2 separate regions of the Triticum aestivum genome follow, and region 2 is linked to region 1. A link is a contact called in public Hi-C data. All regions are on one chromosome and are shown on one strand. Each heading gives the region's core, a stretch centred on a gene start, on an enhancer-like site or on the middle of the called end of the contact. The rest is flanking DNA. Distances are from core to core; before and after follow the strand shown. Region 1 holds the start of LOC123132158 (spliceosome-associated protein 130 A). Region 2 holds the start of LOC123132160 (probable histone acetyltransferase HAC-like 1).

Evidence for each region. A called contact is a pair of places that touch in the nucleus more often than the background predicts.
Region 2: a Hi-C map of leaf shows a contact between it and region 1, with 6 times the contacts expected there. The contact joins the promoter of LOC123132160 here to the promoter of LOC123132158 in region 1. A contact is called at or near these places in 2 of 5 Hi-C or Micro-C datasets (both in leaf).

Annotation. Positions count from the first base shown.
Region 1 is chr6A:78,340,570-78,343,863 of IWGSC CS RefSeq v2.1, reverse strand. LOC123132158 (spliceosome-associated protein 130 A) reads right to left here and starts at 1,416. Exons shown (of 3, transcript XM_044551923.1): 1 at 1-1,416. The coding sequence starts at 1,307.
Region 2 is chr6A:78,875,766-78,878,805 of IWGSC CS RefSeq v2.1, reverse strand. LOC123132160 (probable histone acetyltransferase HAC-like 1) reads right to left here and starts at 1,457. Exons shown (of 16, transcript XM_044551924.1): 1 at 750-1,457; 2 at 160-265; 3 at 1-65. The coding sequence starts at 958.

The DNA.
Region 1 (3,294 bases), core at 167-2,666:
CAAGCTGTGTACACCTGGGGTGTTTCCTCATCGAATAAATTTGCAATACGCATATCCATGATTGGCATGAGGCTCTCTATCTCATCAATCCGGACAAGGTTCTTGAGTGCCCTCGGCTGAAAGAACACTGGCTGGAACCCCTCCTCTGTCTCCATCAGTGTCGCAGAGGAGGACTCAACATCCACATCCCGGCCAATATCACGGAATTGGTAAAGTGCGTGGTTGCCAAACTCAGAAGCAGCAAAGAGGAAACCTGACCGCAGCACACAGATAGCAGATGCCACAGGTATGGTGTCAAAATATTTGATCCTGAGCTCACTAACAGTATCACCATGGTGGTCCAGGTCAACCTTAAAGATATCACCATACTCAGTCTGTAGTAAGAAGAAGAACAGGCTCTTCTGCCTGTGCGTCGCAGCAGCAACTATGAGGACGCCACGCTCAGCCGGGAGGTCAACACGGCGTGGAATGACAGCACGCACCTCCGGGTGGCCCTGGTTCCGGTACAGGATGAAGTTGTCACAGCAAACAAGAAGCCCGCTAGGCCCATCAGCACCACCAGGCACTGTCACTAGCATATTAGCACCATTGTCAATCGGCTCGGAGACCTTGCGGGAAACATGATTGAGCCCCAGGTCGAGCTCGTAGAAGGTGAGGAGCTTCTGCGCGTGGCTAGCAGCCTGCCCTGTGGGGTCACGGTCAGAGTCACCGTACTCAAGCTCGATGGCACCAAAGACAGGGTTGTCAAATCCGCAGTCGAGGGCCGTGAGGGCGAAGGTGAGCGTGTGGGACTTGTGCGCCTCAAGCGGGGAGGAGATGGTGAGGCGGGCGGAGGCGTCGCGGTTGAGGACGTAGACGAGCTTCTGCTTCTCGAGGGCGGCGATGCAGAGCGCCCGGCCCTTGGGGTCGACGGAGAGGAGCTGGCCGGGCACGATGCGGCGGCAGCCGGACTTGCCGAAGGTCTCCTGGTGGACCTTGTCGAAGCGGTTGCGGTCGGGGGAGTACTCGAGGATGACGAGGCGGCCGGAGTCGGAGCCGACGACGAGGTAGTCCTTGGTGGCCCCCGTGAGGCGGAACTGGGCGAGCGAGCGGATGGCGCCGAAGACGTCGACGGAGAGGAGCGTGCGGAGGCGGCCCGTCTCCGGGTCCGGGCGGAGGAGGTCGAGCGTGCCGCCGCGGGCGACGGCGATCTCCTGCGTGGAGGAGCCCGCGGCGTTCGACTTCTTCGAGTCGCGGCCGCTGAAGCTGCCGATGACGGCGCACACGGCGCCCGTCGCCCGCTGCAGCGTCAGGCTGTAGAGGTACATGGCGCCTCCTCCTCCTCCTCCTCCGGCGGCGGCGGCGGCGAGAGAAGGGGCGAGAGAAGGGGCGAGAGATCTAGGGTTTTAGGAGTGGCGGTGAGCGGGCCGGGGTGGGAGAAAGAGTTCTGTATAGCATTTGGATGCCACCGGATTCGAGGGATATCTGGAGCGTTGGATTGGGTCTGACGCGCAAGATCTCAACCGCCGGTTTAGGCTCCTCCCTCCCTCCCTCCCCCTTTGCAATCCGCGCCCCGAATTGTCTTTTATTAACAAGGATTCCTAGGTTGTGCTTCGATTATGCTCAAGCTAGTACCGGATTTTGCTTGCCCATGAGTTCGTTAGCATTGAGTCATTGACTGCCCCTCAAAAAACAAACATTTGAGTCATTGACTAGGAAAATGAAGAAGAGTTGCCAGAAGAGCGTTGGAATTGCAAAAGTTGGCAATCATTCAAAAAGGATCAAAGTTTTGGCCATAGCCAAAAAATTGAAAGGGTAGACTTTGGCGGAAATCCAAACATCCCCCCAAAACACATAAATTGCCTAAGAGCATCTACAGCCGGGCACCCGAAACCCCCCTCAAACGCCCGGGCGAACTGCACGGCCTTGTCAGTGACCGGTAAAAAGAAACTCGCCTAGACAAGTGTCTGATGACCCACAAGCAAAGTTCAGAAAAAGCGCTACGCATTAATTATGTGTTTTGCCACATACTTGCGCTGTTTTAGCTTAGACGCGATTAGGCGTAATTAGGCGTTTCATACACGATTGTACAGATGCGGGCAACAAAGAGCAGTTTGCTATCTAAAATAGTAGCAAGCAAGGAGCAGTAACATGTAGCACTATTGTAGAAGTAGTACCAACATCTACTAGCACATCAAAATTTCTCACTACAATAGCTAAACAGTACTGCTACAGTATCAAAGTAGTACTATAACGATAGTACAAGCTACATCTAAGCATCAACAGCAGCACTAAAGCAGTAGTACAGGCTACATCTAGAGTATCAACAGCGGCACTGAAGCAGTAGTACAGGCTACATCTAGAGTATCAACAGCAGCAGCTACAAATAGTGATAAAGACTTTTCCTAGCACAACAATAGCAGCACTATAGCAGTGCCTAGCGCTTTTCCTGGCGCATATGGGCAAAGCGAGGTGTTGAGCCAGCGCCTTGCGCATAGGCGCGCGTATGCGCTAGATTAGGTGCATTTTTTTTGAACAGTGCCCACAAATATAGGGGATCAATTGTAGTCTTTTCGATAAGTAAGAGTGTTAAACCCAACAAGGAGCGGATGGAGTCAATAAGCAGTTTTCAGCAGTGTATTATTTGCAAGTATTGTAAAGTAGTTGTGACAGATAGTTTGATAGCAAGATAATTCGTAGCAAGTGATAAGTGACAATAGTAACAAAGTGCAGCAAGGTGGCCCCAAACCTTTTATTGCAAAGGACAAGCCAAAAGTTTCTTATAGTGAGCAAAGTGTTCTCGAGGACACATAAGAATCTTGTCTAGTTAACTTCATCATGATCCATTGACTCGTGTTCACTGTTTTGGTAAGTTGTTATATGGGTGGACCGGTGCTAGGGTGATGTTCTTATTTGAACAAACAACCTACTTATGATTAACCCCTCTCACAAACATCCGCAACTACGGAAGAAGAATTAAGATAAATCTAACCATAGCATCAAACATATGCATCCAAATCAGCTTCTTATGGAATATCGCATAAACTAGGATAAACTTGTGTCACTGTCGCAACCCAGCATCTACTTACTAATCTCACAGTGCCTTCCCATAGGCCCAAACATGGTAATGTGTCATTTAGTCGACGTTCACACGACACCACTAGAGGAAGAACAACATAACACATCATCATAACATTGAACGAAAACCAATTTCACATGGTTACTTCTAACAAGACTTCTCCATGTCCTCGAGACTACTCACAAATCATATTCATGTTGTCGGTGTACAAAACTAGGGGCACGTTTTTGTACCCC
Region 2 (3,040 bases), core at 208-2,707, 530 kb before region 1:
AAGGCCTTGATAGCAAACTGCAATTGTGGCTCCACTGGTTGCCTCATCATATTGTAGTACTCATTCTGCTCAAACAGCCAAAATGATGGAACTGTGAGATCAAATTTTGCTAGATCCAAACAAGAAGTAAATAAGAAAAAAGGAAATAGAGAAATATACCCTGCTTGGGAATTTTCTAAACAAGATTTCCTCTAGCCGCTTTGCGAGTTCCGGCAGCCTCCGCCTCCAGTCAGCAGATGTCTGCTTCCTTCCTATATACTCATATCTGCCAATTTACGAACAAGTATCAGGCTTAAAAAACATGTTAATACTTTCTATCAGATTCGATGTCTGCTTCCTTCCTATATACTCATATCTGCCAATTTACGAACAAGTATCAGGCTTAAAAAAACATGTCAATACTTTCTACCAGATTCGAACCATCAGCCATGGCGGCGAACCTAAAATTTTAGTTGGGAAGGTGATTCAACTGCGCCCCAGTGCCGAAATTTATATGCGGGCTCTTGTTAATTAAGGAAAGTCATAAACTTTGGTTGCGTGAGTAAGCGTGATCACCTCTATAATTTTGGGAACAAAATAAATATTCACCGTATAAACGTTGATGATAAGGATAGGCCGCATTAACGCAGTACAATTAATTAACACCCGCGCTAGCGCCTACTAAATATAAGTAGCCGAGCCACCAAAAGAAGTTTTTTTTCTTTCCTTAGAGCAGGCGCTGAAATAAGTTTGCAGTGTGGAGTGCTTACATCTTGTCGCGCATATTGGAGCGCATGAGCGCAAACTGTTGATCGACCCCCGGGGCAACAAGGCCCACGCCATCCTGCATCTGCTGGTGCTGGGGCAGGGGCATGCCGTCAGCGCCGACGACACCGCTGCCACCGCCAACAACCTGATTCATCTGCGCCCCCTGCCCGGACATCTGCCCGGACAGGTGCGCCGCCTGCCCCACATTCATTGTCGCTGGCAGCCGCGCCTCAGACAAGCGCGGGCGACGTCATTCCAGGTGCGGCGTGGCGCGGAGCAAGCTGAAAGAAGCGGCAGCCCCTACCGAGGCGGGCACCACGCGCCGGAAACCCTTCGAAAGCTGCAATATTTCTTCCTGCTGGAGGGTCGGTCAGCGAGAATTTAACCAGACAAGACAGCCCTCTCTGAATCAGGCAGCAGTGGACAGAGCGGCAGCGAGCAGCAGGCGCGAGCGCGAGCGCGAGCGATCAGGACCCGCGCGGGGCGGACGGAAGCACCCGCGGGAACGAGGCACGGGGCCGGGCCGGCGAATTGGGGCAACCCCGCCCGAAACCCTAGAATCGCGGGGCGGGCTGCCGACGCCGCGAGGGGACCCCGCCTCCACGGCAAACGGCGATTGGGGGCCGGCCGGGGCGGAATCCGTACGACGGCGAGCGGGGCGGCGGCGCGGGGGATTGGGGATTTGGGATTGGCGGGGGACGGGGGACGGGGAATTGTCGACGCAGGGGGAGGGCTCGAGGAGGAGGAAGGGAAGGGGAGGGAGGAGTGGGACGTCGACCAATCGCGGATCTGCGCGGACTCGTGGGGAGGGAGGGCGGTCGCTGCGGGGTGGGCCCGGGCCGCGGCGGCGCAGGGCGGATGATCTGGTCTGGTGTGGTGTGGTGTGGCGAAAACGGCAAGGCGCACCGGTATATGCTGCTGGTGCGCGTGCGTGCGGCGTGAGTGAGGGAGGGCAGGCCCAGTCCAGTCAGCAGCTGCAGCGGCAGCGCAGCGGGTCGAGCGGGTTTTTTTCTTGCCGCACGTGCGCCAATGCTGATGCTGGCGAGCGAGAGACCAGCACACAGGCCCCTATTGGGAAATGGGAAGGGGGCGCTCCCGGTTCTTGCATTTGGGCTGGAAAGACGGGGGTCTTTTTGCAGGAGCCCCGGTTTGGGGACGTGGCGCTAGGGTTGGGGTGAAGTGGATTTTGGTTGTGTTGATGAGTTGTGTCTCTTTAAATTTATTTATTTTATCGTGGGATTGGATTTCGGGTGCAAAACAAAAACGGTTGATTGGGCGGATGCGAGTTTGCGGAGGCGTAGGCGTCGAGGTCTTGTTAGACGTGATTGTGTTGCCAAAGTTATGTGCGATACAGATCATGCGGTTCCTTTCGTGTCCGGTTATGTTTCGTGTTAGTATGGAAAAGGAGACTGTCGTGTATCGTGATGTCAAGCATGCGTGTAGGGGGAATGAAACCGCCCCGCGTTTTTTGTATTTTCTGCCCAAGAAGCCGCGGTTTAGCGTTTAGCTGGTTCACTATCAATCATGTATGTCTATCTCTATCTCTTTCTCTCCCTGACTGAAAAGGCGTTGACTTCTGTAGGGGGTCCTATTTGCGGAAGTGATGACAGCGTGGACCGAAGTGAATGTTGGTGTGTAGAAGTTGTATCTTTTCAATTTAATATGGGATTAGATCTTCAATGAGGAAAAAAGATAATAAATTGGACGAATGCGAGTTCACAGCAAGATATGTGAAGACATGGGCATCAAGATCTTACTAGACGTGGTTGCATTGTCAACGTGATGTGCAATGCATATTGTGTGATTCCTTTCGTGTCCGGTTACGTTTCGTGCTAGTATGGACAAGGAGGCTGCCGTGTATCGTGGTGTCAAGGATGCGTGCCGAGGGGGAGAAACCATCCCCTTTTTGTAACTTTCTGCCGAAAAAAGTCGCGGTTTAGCGTTTAGCGGGTTCACTATCAATCCCATATGTCTACCTCTCTCGCGCGCGCCGAAAAGGTGTGGACTTTTTTAGGGGGGGGGGTCCTATTTGTGGGAGCGATGGCAACATGGACTGAGGTGAATTTTAGTGTGTAGAAGTTGTATCTTTTCAATTTAATATGGAATTAGATCTTCAACACAGAAAAAGGATAATAAATTGGACGAATGTGAGTTAACAACAGGATATGTAAAAACATGGGCATCGGGATCTTATTAGATGTGGTTGCATTGTCAACGTGATGTGCAATGCATATCATGAGATTCTTTTCGTGTCCGGTTAGGTTTCGTGCTGGTATGGAAAAGAAGATTGCCG